Regions from separate parts of the Zea mays genome. Here regions 2 and 3 are each linked to region 1. A link is a contact called in public Hi-C data. All regions are on one chromosome and are shown on one strand. Each heading gives the region's core, a stretch centred on a gene start, on an enhancer-like site or on the middle of the called end of the contact. The rest is flanking DNA. Distances are from core to core; before and after follow the strand shown. Region 1 holds the start of LOC100381424 (putative methyltransferase PMT3). Region 2 has its middle 32 kb from the start of LOC103626168. Region 3 overlaps LOC103626168 (probable serine/threonine protein phosphatase 2A regulatory subunit B''delta).

Evidence for each region. A called contact is a pair of places that touch in the nucleus more often than the background predicts.
Region 2: a contact with region 1 is called in a Hi-C map of leaf, with 3 times the contacts expected there. The contact joins the enhancer-like site here to the promoter of LOC100381424 in region 1. A contact is called at or near these places in 2 of 25 Hi-C or Micro-C datasets (ear and leaf).
Region 3: a contact with region 1 is called in a Hi-C map of endosperm, with 3 times the contacts expected there. The contact joins the enhancer-like site here to the promoter of LOC100381424 in region 1. A contact is called at or near these places in 6 of 25 Hi-C or Micro-C datasets (bundle sheath, ear, endosperm and 3 more).

What each region holds. Positions count from the first base shown.
Region 1 is chr5:30,332,046-30,336,356 of Zm-B73-REFERENCE-NAM-5.0, reverse strand. LOC100381424 (putative methyltransferase PMT3) reads left to right here and starts at 2,627. Exons shown (of 8, transcript NM_001174265.1): 1 at 2,627-2,779; 2 at 3,748-4,093; 3 at 4,178-4,311. The coding sequence starts at 3,845.
Region 2 is chr5:30,417,803-30,422,179 of Zm-B73-REFERENCE-NAM-5.0, reverse strand. No RefSeq gene overlaps it. Among protein-coding and RNA genes, the nearest start is that of LOC103626168, 32 kb to the left of the region's middle. Within about 2 kb of position 1,934, at least 9 of the 20 cell types and tissues checked have an H3K27ac peak or open chromatin away from gene starts, as enhancers often do. A contact at or near this core is called in leaf, where this site is marked.
Region 3 is chr5:30,435,146-30,439,709 of Zm-B73-REFERENCE-NAM-5.0, reverse strand. It overlaps LOC103626168 (probable serine/threonine protein phosphatase 2A regulatory subunit B''delta), which reads left to right. Exons shown (of 13, transcript XM_020538292.3): 10 at 1,317-1,473; 11 at 1,540-1,665; 12 at 1,742-1,887; 13 at 2,744-3,387. The coding sequence ends at 1,882. Among protein-coding and RNA genes, the nearest start is that of LOC103626168, 15 kb to the left of the region's middle. Within about 2 kb of position 2,934, at least 5 of the 20 cell types and tissues checked have an H3K27ac peak or open chromatin away from gene starts, as enhancers often do. A contact at or near this core is called in endosperm, where this site is marked.

The DNA.
Region 1 (4,311 bases), core at 1,378-3,877:
GCTCCTCTGACCGGCCTGACAAAAGGACAGCGCCGCCTGCGCCGCTCCGACTGCTGCGCCACTCGGCAGAGTGCGGCTGACAGCAGCCAAGTCCGGCCTCGAGCGCCATAGGAAGCTCCGCCTCGCCCGACCCAGGGCTCGGACTCGGGCTCAGCCCCGGAAGACGACGAACTCCGCATCGCCCGACCCCAGGGCTCGGACTCGGGCTCAGCCCCGGAAGACGACGAACTCCGCTTCGCCCGACCCCAGGGCTCAGACTCGGGCTCAGCCCCGAAAGACGACGAACTCCGCATCGCCCGACCCAGGGCTCGGACTCGGGCTCAGCCCCGGAAGACGATGAACTCCGCTTCGCCCGACCCTAGGGCTCGGACTCGGGCTCAGCCCCGGAAGACGACGAACTCCGCATCGCCCGACCCCAGGGCTCGGACTCGGGCTTAGCCCCAGAAGACGACGAACTCCACTTCGCCCGACCCCAGGGCTCGGACTCGGGCTCAGCCCCGGAAGACGACAAACTCCGCTTCACCCGACCCCAGGGCTCGGACTCAGCCCTGGCCTCAGCCGACGGTCTCCGCCTCGCCCGACCCAGGGGCTCGGACTCGACCTCGGCCTTGGAAGACAGACTCGACCTCGACCTCGGAGGAGCCTCCACCTCGCCCAACTAAGGGCTCAGACCGACCACATCACAGGAGGCACCATCATTACCCTACCCCAAGCTAACTCAGGCTACGGGGAACAAGACCGGCGTCCCATCTGGCTCGCCCCGGTAAACAAGTAATGATGACGCCCCGCATGCTCTATGACGACGACGGCTCTCAGCCCCCTTACGGAAGCAAGGGGACGTTAGCAAGGACTTGACAGCCCCGACAGCTGTCCTTCCGCCAGGCTCCAGCGCTCCTCCGACGGCCACGACACCACACGAATCGGGTGCCAAAACCTCTCCGGCTGCCACGATGGCATGTACTTAGGGCACTAGCTCTCCTCCGCTAGACACGTTAGCACACTGCTACACCCCCCATTGTACACCTGGATCCTTTCCTTACGCCTATAAAAGGAAGGTCCAGGGCCCTCTTATAGAGGGTTGGCCGCGCGGGGAAGTACGGGACGACGCTCGCGTAAGCCGCTCCCTCCCTCCCGCGTGGACGCTTGTAACCCCCTACTGCAAGCGCATCCGACCTGGGCGCGAGACAAACACGAAGGTCGTGGGTTTCCCCTTTTACGCTTGTCTTCCTCCGGCTTCTTCTCCCCTTCGCGCTCCGTCTCGCGTCGACCCATCTAGGCTGGGGCACGCGGCGACAATTTACTCGTCGGTCCAGGGACCCCCCGGGTTCGAAACGCCGACAAGACTCCAAGCCAAGGTGTGGCTAACTTCAACGAGGACTAGACAAGCATTTCAGGTTTGGTCGAACCTCGAGATAAATCCCTGTGTCTATGTGCTCTGCTCTGTGTTATGTGCTCTCTCTCTCTTAATTGTATTTTATACTTGCACTTCAATACTTATATGTGGTATAAGTTGTCTTTGAAGTGTAGGGTATTTTGAGACATGAACTTTAATTCCACTGCGACCTATTCGAAGGGTCTTTCATTCCATTGCAATCCAATCTTCGAGTAGAGTAAGAATTTCTAGTTTCTAAGTGTTATTTTTTATTCGCCTATTCACCCTCTCTAGGCGACATCTAGATCCCGGACAAGGGAACTTTCAGGATCATAACTTAATGGACAAGAAGATTCACTTGCACGCTTGCACATGAAGTCGGATTGCATATTAGTTATTGCTGATATTGCGAACCTATACTGCTTTAATTCGATGGGGATCCGATTTCAGCATGTCTCTCCCCGATTCTCGTAACAATGGCGTGCAATTCGATACCAACATGTTGAAATGAAAAATAGATCGTTTTTATTAGAATTAAAAAAACGAAAAGATGTATAAAGTGGAACCTAAGACTCATGTGAGGGCTGTATTTATCCATATGATCACCTAAAACACAGTTTTGCACTGTTGTAGCCTACACTATTTGCAAAGTGAAGTTTGAATATGAGGACGTATAATCTGCTGGAAACAAGTCACGACAACGACACAAGATAAAACAGTAGTGTCACTACTCAATTCTGGTAGCCCCACTAGACTCTAGACGGACGGTGACAAAGATCTTCATCCAAATCCCCAACCAACGCCGCTTAGGGACAGTTTGGTGGACATCCCTCCTCTATGGACCCCCTTCATATCCCTGTCCACCAAACAAACTCTTAATATTGTTATGTTTATCTGATCTGTTCCGTATTTCCTCATGCTCACGGTTCGTCTACGCTCTCTACCCTCTCCCTCATGATCCGTGGTCACCAAACCAGCCACAGTGGCACGCGGTAACATAATCAGTAAAAATTTGCTAGGTTATATTAATTGTATATAAGTAGTACTACTAATTTAGTATTACTTCAAATCAAATAGATGAAAATAAATCTAGACACATAAATAAAACACATTAATGTATAAATCTATTAAATATGTAAAACAAAATTTATTTTAAGACGAAGAGAGAGTATTTACTTATAATAAATCCCCGCGTCGTCATCATCCTGCCACCTTAACTCACCGGAGTGCAGCTTTTACCTAATAGGCCTACATCTCTCTCTCTCTCCACATTCGCTCGCGCTACCCCGCAAGTCGAGGCCTTCCGCTGGCGCTCGCTCGCTCCGTGACCGGCTGCCTCTCCGCTCCACCCCTGCGCTGCGACCGGAGGCGACCGCGCCCCGCGGTGGCGCTGCGACCCGCGACACGGTGCGTCGCTCTGTCCCTCCATCCCTCGCCTCCTCTCGGTCCGCGCCGCAATGCGGGTCCCTGCCTCGGCCCAGGCGGCGGCGGCGGCGGGGCAGCCTTGCTCGATCTGTTGCCGCCGTTCACACGGCCCGGCGTTCCGTCGGGGTTCGCCCGAGGTAGCAGCCGCCGTGGATACGTGTGCTCGCTTGCGCGATTTCAGCCCGATGCCTGCGCAGCGGTCGCGGCCGAGGTCTATCTATCCCGTGTTGTGATTGCTTCCGTTTGGTGTTTTACTCGTCTGTTAGGATTCGGTTGGTTCCGTCTGTTTTGGGACTAGGCCCGCAACGTTCAAGTGGTTAGTTTGCGATCTCGCTGTATTCCACTCCCATCACGCGTCGCACTGCCACACCGTGGCGCAGTGTGGCCGTCGCTGTCGAGCATTTGAACCGCGTCAAATTCAAAGCATTTTTAATGCGTCTCAGCGTCTGTTGTGCGTCTGGCTGCCTAATCCAAAAATTGCGTCAAATCCGAATTTTCATTCCGTGTATGCTTGGCCGCCTAATCCAAGTTCTTAAGGTTCGGTGCGGGGGAACGGAATTCCGAATTCCAAGCCCGCTTCCCCCAACAAGAGCCCTCGAGATCGGAATCCGCGAGTAAAATAACCCGCAAAAGGGTGCTTTATTTAAAGGGGTATGGTGACCTTTCCTCTTCGTGATCTGTCCCCCACTTCACTGCTGCTGCTGCTGTTTCTGTTTCACCCTTGGGCATTGAAGGTTGGCTTACTTGACAGGAAATGACCCGTTTAATTGCATCTTGTACAAGTCTTGGGGCGTTTGGTGGGAGAGTTTATTTTTTTCTCGTTGATTTCCGTTATCGGGGGGCTTCCATCTTGGTTCAGTTCTGCAGGCTGTGTTTGTGGTAGGGTTTCCTGCTTACTGATAGCTTCTTATAGTGATAGGGTTGTTTCTAAGGACTGGTGTTCTTTGCAGATCAGTGTGACTGAGAGGGGAGGGTTTCCAGTCAGTCATTTATGAATCCTGAGGCCTGTGCTTACTAGAGGGAGGGCAAGGCTCGTTGGGATCCGGGATGAAGGGGAGAAATGACTCGGGGCACAGCAAGAGGCCGGTTGTGCTGTGCTGTGTGATGATTGTGTGCCTATGTCTCCTCTTCTTGTATTTCTCGGGCTCCAATGGACAGGCTGGGAGCGCCGCATTTGAGTACGGGACCAAATTCTCACGGTCACTTGGATGGGGCAGTGATGATGGTGAGGATGGCTCTGAAGAGTCCATTTTTGGAACCGGGGATGCAGATGATGTCAAGCCCAAGAGCTTTCCTGTAAGTTCCCAACGCGTGACCAGCCCTTTTCTCTTGTGGATTGTCTGTTCATGATTTAAATTGTTTGTTTTCTTGGTTGCTTAGGTGTGTGATGACCGGCACTCTGAACTGATCCCCTGCTTGGATAGGAACTTGATATATCAAATGAGGCTGAAGCTGGATTTAAACCTGATGGAGCACTATGAGAGGCATTGCCCTCCACCTGAAAGGCGTTTTAA
Region 2 (4,377 bases), core at 685-3,184, 87 kb before region 1:
TGCCGGACACGTTAGCACGTTGCTACACCCCCCATTGTACACCTGGGCCCTCTCCTTACATCTATAAAAGGAAGGTCCAGGGCCCTTGTACGAGAAGGTGGCCGCGCGGGAGGACGGGCTGACGGACAGGCTCTCTCTCTCTCTCTCTCTCTCTCTCTCTCTCTCTCTCTCTCTCTCTCTCCCTCGCGAGCGCTTGTAACCCCCTACTGCAAGCGCATCCGTCCTGAGCGCAGGATAACACGAGCCGCGGTTCCCCTTTTCCCCCCTTGTGTTCCATCTCGCGCCGACCCATCTGGGCTGGGACACGCAGCGACAATTTACTCGTCGGTCCAGGGACCCCCCGGGGTCGAAACGCCGACATGTCTCATATGTAACAACCTCTTCCAAAGCACTAGTTGAGCACTTGCAAAATAACCAAGCAATTTCTCAAACTAGTACACTTGAGGACTAATCACCCATGTTTCTTGATATAGAAAAAATTAGTCAACCTAAGGTTGTCACTCAATTACTAAAATCAAACTAGGGCCTTTCACTGGTGGACACAAGCTATCAATGATAGGACAAGATGGAAGTGGATTGAGAAAAAAAACTTTGGTTGTTCCCTTTGATTGGGGGATCGTGGCATAATTTTAAAGGATCGAAAAACCTTTTAGGAAAAGAGAATTGGAAAGAGGATCTGCTGAAACATATTTTTTTTGGCATCAACCCTCCTTTATTGTTTGGTATAGGGAAATGGGATTGCCTTTAGTCAATCTGGCAGAATTTCTCTTAGAGCAACTTCATTAGATCTCATCTCTTTTTATTTACTTGGGCTACTTAGAGTATTATACAATACAACCTCTCCTTTTGATCATGATATAATCGATGTTTTGTTATTGTTTCAGTTAGATCAATTTATACCCTTGTTGCTGCATATAGTAGCTTCTGTAGAGTTAGATCAATTTTTAATGTTATAAAATTTTGCTACTTATACTTTACCTTTTTAAGGTTATATGATAACCAGGTAAAACAATCAATGCTAGGTTTTAAAAAAATTATATTCCTTTCTTTTATGTGTTAGTATCTTGGTTTGGTTGTTGAACCGTTGTCCTCCATGACTTCATCTCAGTCTAGTAGACCAACACCAAGGTCTTCAGCTACACTGTTTGGTGAGAAGATTAGAGTTTGGGACTCAAGGTATGATAAATTTATGCTTGAAATCCTACTATTGAATTATATAGTTTGAATTAATTGGTGGATCCTACCACTATTTTCACATGTCGCATCCATCAATAGTTGAGACTGCAAATTCATTACAACTAGACGAACGGACAATGGCTTTGATCGATGTCGGCTACCGCGCTGAAGATGTGTTCAAAACCATAGCAGCACCAGCCTAAGTGATAGGGCGTCGTGTGAGATTATTAGATAAATAATTTTACGACTTCTTATATTTGTTTATCTTACTAGATTATTAAATTACCTTGCTCGGGGAAGCTAACGTCGACGTGCTTAGATATCTGCGACAACGTGCAGCAGCGACCAGGGCCTGATTCTTGTGAAAAACGTGACATGCACTCCTATCCTGTCTTTGTATAGAGAATAGAAATTCTGGATAGATACATATCTACCTATTCTTTTATTGAGATGTATCGTTTTTTCTAATTCAGAGAACTGTCTATATATAAAGAATAGGAAATATGGGTAGATACATATCTACCTATTCCTTTATTAAGATGTGTCATTTTTTCCTAGGGTTTTCTTTCTTGATCTAGATTTTCTCCGTGCCGCAATCTTAACAAAAATAAGAAAAAAGGTCGGCTAGCAAAATTAACCAAAAAACAAAAAAGGTCCAAATGGGCCTGGGAATCGACGACAAGCCCAACAGAGAACCACACAACCCATTGTACTGTCCAAATAAATAGGCACAAGTAGTGTACAAAAGCTTGAAGTGGTAAGCGACCTTGAGTTTTTAATCTGACAACACCTCCTTGAGCAATTGAGATGGTGCTAAACCTGTAAACCGTGTAGCAACGAGCAGGCAACCACGAATTGGGCCGGCGAGAGGTTGAGACTATTGGGTCTGCGTAATAGCACTTAGTTGACTAACTTCAATAGCATATCACAAGTACAACACTACTGTAGTGGTTTGGATCATTTTCCCTTTTTAAAATGTCTCAGGTTCGAGGCTTGAAGTTTTTTAAAGTATTTTTGTTTTTTAAAGTATTTTCTGAAACAGAGCACCGATACAGGTGTGCAAATATGCACATAAATACCTGCGCATGTAAAAACCGATTTTACATTATTATTTGTATTAAAATAATAAAAGTTATCATGAAACATGATATGACACACTATATCGTCACGATTATGGCATAAAAGGGTATTATGACGATTCAATTTTATGATTACTTTTGCTAGTGAGTGTTACAAGCTAGTATTAGTTGTACAGTACTAGTGAATGGAACGATACGCAGGTGTTGATTGCTTTATTGTTCTCTATTACCTAGCCATACATACTCCTTTCTCCTATTACTCGCTAAACACACTTCTTTCTTTCCTATGCAAGTATCATTCCAGATGCATGGATTAGCATACGTATAATAAATCTCTTACTTAAATACTGAGATTGCCCTTTTTCGTATATTGATTTGGGAAGTGTTCCAGAACAAAATGAATACTCCTGCTGCTAGTAGGTGGAAAACAGGGTCAATTGTGGTTATGTTGATCCATCTGCTTCAAAGCTTCGGGTGCTTTTGCTAATGAATCTTATCGTCATAAAGATCCGATTCTTCCAAATTATGACGACTTTAATGACGAAGATTTTTTGCGCCACTATGTGGGGTTAGCTATCAGAAAATGTCATAAACAGAACTAATTTATGACGAATGTGTGCGGTGTCATTGTATATTCGTCATAGAAGGCATAAAAGGTTGTAGTGGAAGTCCAACTTGGAAAATTCTTCTTCAATTTAATTCGACTGTCCTTGAGAGCATTCCTATGACTTAGACAAACATATCTAGAGTCTGTCCAACTAGTCTAAGTCATAGTTCTTTTATTTGCTTCATTTAAGCCACATTCCTATTTTGGCTCAAATTAGGCTCCAAATGCACCTTTTCCAAAATCTGAACTTCTAAACTATCTAAGGTGCTCAAATAGGTTCCTAATGACATTTAGAAATTATCCAAACTCTTGGACTACTCATAGTCCATCTTATCCAAGTTTTGCCCTTCCTAGCCTAAGACTGTCTCCAGCAATATCCTCTAAATTTCGTCCTCTAAAGGAATATTCCATGTACTTTACAACATCCTCTAAAAGATTTCGTCCTCTATATTTTTTTCATCTCCAACAACATCCCCTAAATTTCATCCTCTATATCTACAGTGTTAACAGATTTCATAAACTACCATATTTATTCTCTCTTTTGCATATAATTTGAATACATGACTTATGAAACTAATGCAAAAAAGATGTAATTAACAATTTCACTTTGATAATTTTGGGGGCATAATCAATCTGGTCAACGAGCGTGGAGGTTCAGATAGCGCGCCATGGGAGCCGCTCGGCCATGGGCGCAGACACAGAGAATTCGACCGACGAGCAGAGGGGCTGGGCAACTCCATGGGCGAGCAGAGCGCGCCACCATGGCGAGCAGAGAAGCACGACGCGCGACATGGAAGCTTCGAGCAGCGAACGGCAGCGGGCATGGGGAATTTGGTGCGGCCGTGGAAGCTCCAAGCCGGCGCGGGGAAGAGGTCGAGCTGGGAGGGAGGCTGCGCGCCGAGGAAGCTGCCGCAGGGGACATCGCCATGGATGCGCAGGGGCAGAGAAGACGCTGGCGAGCAGCAAGGCGACGACGCGGCTGGAGATTCAACGAGCAGGAGTCAGGCGTAGAGGCGAGCTCCACGGAGAAGAAGCTGAGGGGGGGGGGGGGGTGTCGCGACCAAGGAGATGGGCAGGGGTTGAGCTCGGCCGGACGGCTGCCATGGCAACGACAAAGGAATTTCGGCGAGCAGAGAAGTACACACGGGCGGCGGCTGGGCGCAGGGCGAGCCATGGAGATGGCGCCGAGCTGGAGGAGCAAGGGGCGCGCGGCGATGGGGGCAGAGCGCGCCAGGGAGAGGCGACCACGACCACCATTGGGAACGAGCCGGAGCTGCGCGCGCTGGAAAATCACCAAACAGAGGACGACAACCTCGAGACCCTGGATCTCTGCGCTTCCTTTTCTCGTCTCCAAGCTTCCACCGGCGGCGAGTGGTCCGTCGCCGAACCCGCCCAACCTCGAGACCTTGGATCCCAGCTTCGCAGAGGTGTCCGAGTACATCCGCCAGGATCCTACCGGCGTCGTTGACGAGAGCTTTGCTACAGGAAGAGGGCGCGAGAGGAAGCTTCCGTCTC
Region 3 (4,564 bases), core at 1,685-4,184, 100 kb before region 1:
GTGTGGTTTGAGGAACAAATTGATCCGTTTTCATGCCACTCCATTTTTTTGATTTGTCTAATAGAATGGTTGATCCACCACCACCTCATTCCTCACAAACTAATAATTAGTATATGCATGAGGAATGGGTTGACTCCACCAAAATTCATGGGATGAACTCATGATGCGATTCATGTAGTATGAGGTGGTTCCCCAAATCAAACACAATATAATAATGTGTAGTGGAAGCATGCAATCCTTTTCCCAAGGCTGGGGCGCCCAGCATATTTTTTTTTCATGTCTATGCCCTACCAAATGCTCACAATTGACGTTGGTCTTGTGAACTACCACAAAATTTTTATAATCTTGACAGATGTTACTCCAAATTTGCGAAACATGTACTTCTGTTTCCTCTATCTCTCTCTCTTTATAAAAAGATAGGATCCAGTTTTTTTTATCTTATTTAGGAATGCATTGCTTTTGTACTATATGTACACATATACTCCCTCTGTCCCAATATATTGTTCGTTTTAGGCTTTTAGCACTTTACTTTTGTGTCCATATTCAAATAGATGACAATGAATCTAGACACATATATAATACACATACATCAAATATTGTATGAATCCATTAACACCCTAAAACGAATACCATTTTGGGACGGAGGGAGTACATTATTTCGCACTCCCTTCACTCTCAAATACATTTAGATTTCGGCACAAGAATTAAGGTGAGGGGTACAATGACTACATTGCCCATTTAGTCTCATATCATTGGTTGAGTTTAAGGTGCTGTTTGGTTGGACATTTGGTGTGGGATCCGATCAGTGTCAACGAAACACGTTAGGTTGTGTTTGCTTATGATGTGCTGGGATAAGGTGCCATGCAAACAAACACTGGCTTAATAGAATTGTGACTACACTCTCCATCTAGCGGGATCAGATAACGCCACAGATGCAGAGTGAACCAAACAAACCATGCTCACTTATTCCATTTTGGATACTGCTGCAACTTGATTCCTTTATGTTTGCATTGCCTATCCTACAACGAAACAGCACCTAAGATGGTTAGTAAGTGTATCACATTGATCAGTGTGCATTTCAGTAGTGGTAGACACGGAAGAACGAAGCAAAAAGGTGCATCTTAGTTATCACAAACTTACATTTGTTGCATGATGCATTTGTGAGATGGCTGAATGGACATATGTTTGGTATTGGAGGGAGGAGTTCTGATTAGCGTATTCTGTATTTGTTGTACATATTGTATAACTCAGCTTGTAGTTGCATTTTCTTTAAAATATTGTAATTGTTTGTTATTGAAATATGTTAAAATTTGCAGGTTTAAGTGCATCGATCTTGATGGTAATGGTATTTTAACTTACAATGAAATGCAATTTTTCTATGAGGAGCAATTGCACCGAATGGAGTGCATGGCACAGGAACCTGTGGTTTTTGGGGACATATTATGCCAGATGATTGATATGATTGGACCAGAGGTAGATTCTCATACATATCCGGCAAACATTTTATCTGGGCTTGATAACTATTTTTCCTTTCTACAGAATGAGAGCTATTTTACTCTACGGGACTTAAAACGGTGTAAACTCTCAGGAAATATATTCAATATTCTTTTCAATCTGAACAAGTTCATGGCATTTGAAACTCGTGATCCATTCCTCATTCGCCAGGTGATTATAACCCTTAATATATTTCAAATTTGCTGCCAAGTATTAAGTTAAATAATCCGATAATGTTTAATTGTAGGAACGTGAAAATCCAACGCTGACTGAGTGGGATCGGTTTGCGCATAGAGAATATATTAGATTGTCCATGGAAGAAGATGGTGAAGATGCTTCAAATGGAAGTGGTGATGTGTGGGACGAATCACTTGAGGCTCCATTCTGAATGGTGTAAGTGTGTACTAAGTATTGTCTAATGAATCTAATAACACAGCACGATAAGATTGCTAAATTAGTTTTGTAAGGCTACACCATGAAATGATAGACACCATGAAGTTTTTGCAGAATATATAGGACATCCTTATTTCTTTTGTCAATGGGCATATATCTTTTGTGCAATGGAGGGAATATTATTCTCTTACTTTCTCTTGTAATTAAACCCTGTGACCTGTTCATGTCTTCTGTACACCTTAGGGTCTGTTCGGTTCCTAGGGAGCAGACACCGGGAACGATTCCTAACCGGAAGGTTTGCCTAATTTATATAAGGTTTGATGCCTTTAGACTTCAATAATAGGGTTTAAGACTAGAGGCAACGACTAATATGCAAGTAATCATTTGGTGCAAGCGTGCAAGCAGCTCTTTTGGTCCGTTAGATCTAGATCTAAACGTATGCTATATTTAGCATTTAAATCCTCCCACCACCACCTCGTGTGGATTTATAAAAAAGCCCCTAACAAACCACGATTACACATACGGTTGGATCTAGATCCAACGGACCAAAAGAGCTATTTGCACGCTTGCACCTAATAATTGCTTGCATATTAGTCGTTGCCAAGACTAGAAATAACATGGAGTTTTGCCGGGGGGGGGGGGGGGGGGGTGGTGTTAAAACCAGAACTGTCACCCAATGGTTTGCTGGTTGAATACATGAGCGTTGGAGAGGTGCTTCCTTGCTTATTTCTTGCATTTTGTTTCCCTGGACTATAATAGGATAACAAAGTTGCAAATCTGAGATGTTTTTAAGTATAAATATACTTGTGGTCATGTTCCTAGTTTTTTAGTATGTTTTTGAATTTTCTGTTTACAGATCTTGCTGCACGAATTTGGTTGAACATGGGTGATTATGGTTGTGAAGCGGAAGAATTGTAAAGTCGGTGGCTACAGTGCTGAGGCCATTGTAGGCTCACAGCAGATTCAGTGACACTGAAGACTACTTACAAGTTTTACTGTGCAGATCTGATTCGATATTTTTGGCTGGAAAATTGGGGAGGTTGGTGGGCGCCCTGCAGTTTCAAGTCAACACCCTCAGCAGTCGCAAATGATAATATAGTGATGGACCCTTCCTGGTCGACTAGTTGCATTTGTGTTCTGATTGGTCCTTAGGGTGGATATCTGTTAATTCAATTGTTGTGCTAAAATTTTGGAGCTGAACTGTTAATGTTTGCCTGCATTTTCTTTGTTAATCTTGGAAGCGTGGGCTAGCACTTCCATCAAACTAAGATCGTGGCATGTAGCTTTCCAGTTCTGCTTTATCATCAGCGTGTTGTTCTGTAATTCTTGGTGCATCTTGGGCGGATGGATACTGTTGTCATTTTGTAACATCACCGAGAAGCTGTGGATTGGGTGCATAGTAACACAAAGGTAGATAACATTGTCAATCCAATTTTTGTTAAGGTGTAAATTCAGAGAAGTTTTAGGTTTCAAGTACTATTCGTTGGGTTCGATCTCTTATCTGAAAGTGCTTTCCCTATTGAGCTACTTATGTCGTGATGAGCGGAAATTTCGTATGTGTGTTATCTCACCTTTCCCTTTAAAGACGAGTCTTACTTGGCTATACTTTTCATTTGTCGGCTCATTTCTATCAATGTTTTCGTGCTCGTCTTAGGATGTGTTTGATTTAAGTCAAACTAGGATGAGCCAGGAGTGAAACAAGTCATCTCCTATCTCTTCTTGTACGTTCAACTAAATACATTCTTAGAAAGATTTAGGTAATCTATTTCGCTCTTAAATTGAGGTGTTAGTTTCTTGCCTAGTTGAAACTTAAACAACCCTTTTTTTGTCTAGTTAAAATCTATATAATAAATAAATTATCTTATATGTGATCAGGTGCTATGCCTCTCGAAGAGTTACGTCTATCATGAAGAGTTATGTAATTTAGTTTTAGTTTTCAAACCTATCCCTACTACAGGGTTATGCAACTTAGTTTTTAAACACATCCATTAGACTATTAACTAAGCTAGGAAGGTAAATACATAACATATACAATATAAATTGGAAGCTTTAAATGCGATAGAAGGTATAAATACAGAAACTCGAAGTTTTAAGTGTGATAGATATACAAACTTTTGTTGGTGACTTTGATTGTTATTCTTACTTAGGTATTGAGAAGCGTGCAAAGTTTTTTCCCTATCTCCCTCCAATTTCAAAGAGGATTTGAGTTTTCAAACTAGCCCTTAACCTTTATTGTAGTCACACACAAATAAAGGTAGGGACTATTTTTTAGTTAGATAATTTTGTAGATAGCCTTAGGCATTCATGTGCAATTAGGGCTCTGGTGTGGTCTTCGTTGGATGCTCTTCGTTGTCTTCACTATTGAGTTTTTGGCTAAAACACTGTATCTTGTTTCCTTCAATACGTGGTGGTGGCTACACCACAAATGTAGTTGGTGTAATGTCACAAGATTACAAGTCTCTCTGGTATAATTAATATAATGGTGCGTGTAAACACCAAGAAATAAGAGCGTCTCTTCGTTAGTTCTAACACTAGGACAAAACTTAGAGCAAGTGCTACATGAAGCAGTCTAATTAATGTAAGCACTTTGCAAAGCACCTACACTAATGACTAAGTGATTTTGCAAGCACTTGGGTGTCTAGAGCTATTGTGTATGAGTCTTAACTCACTTGATATC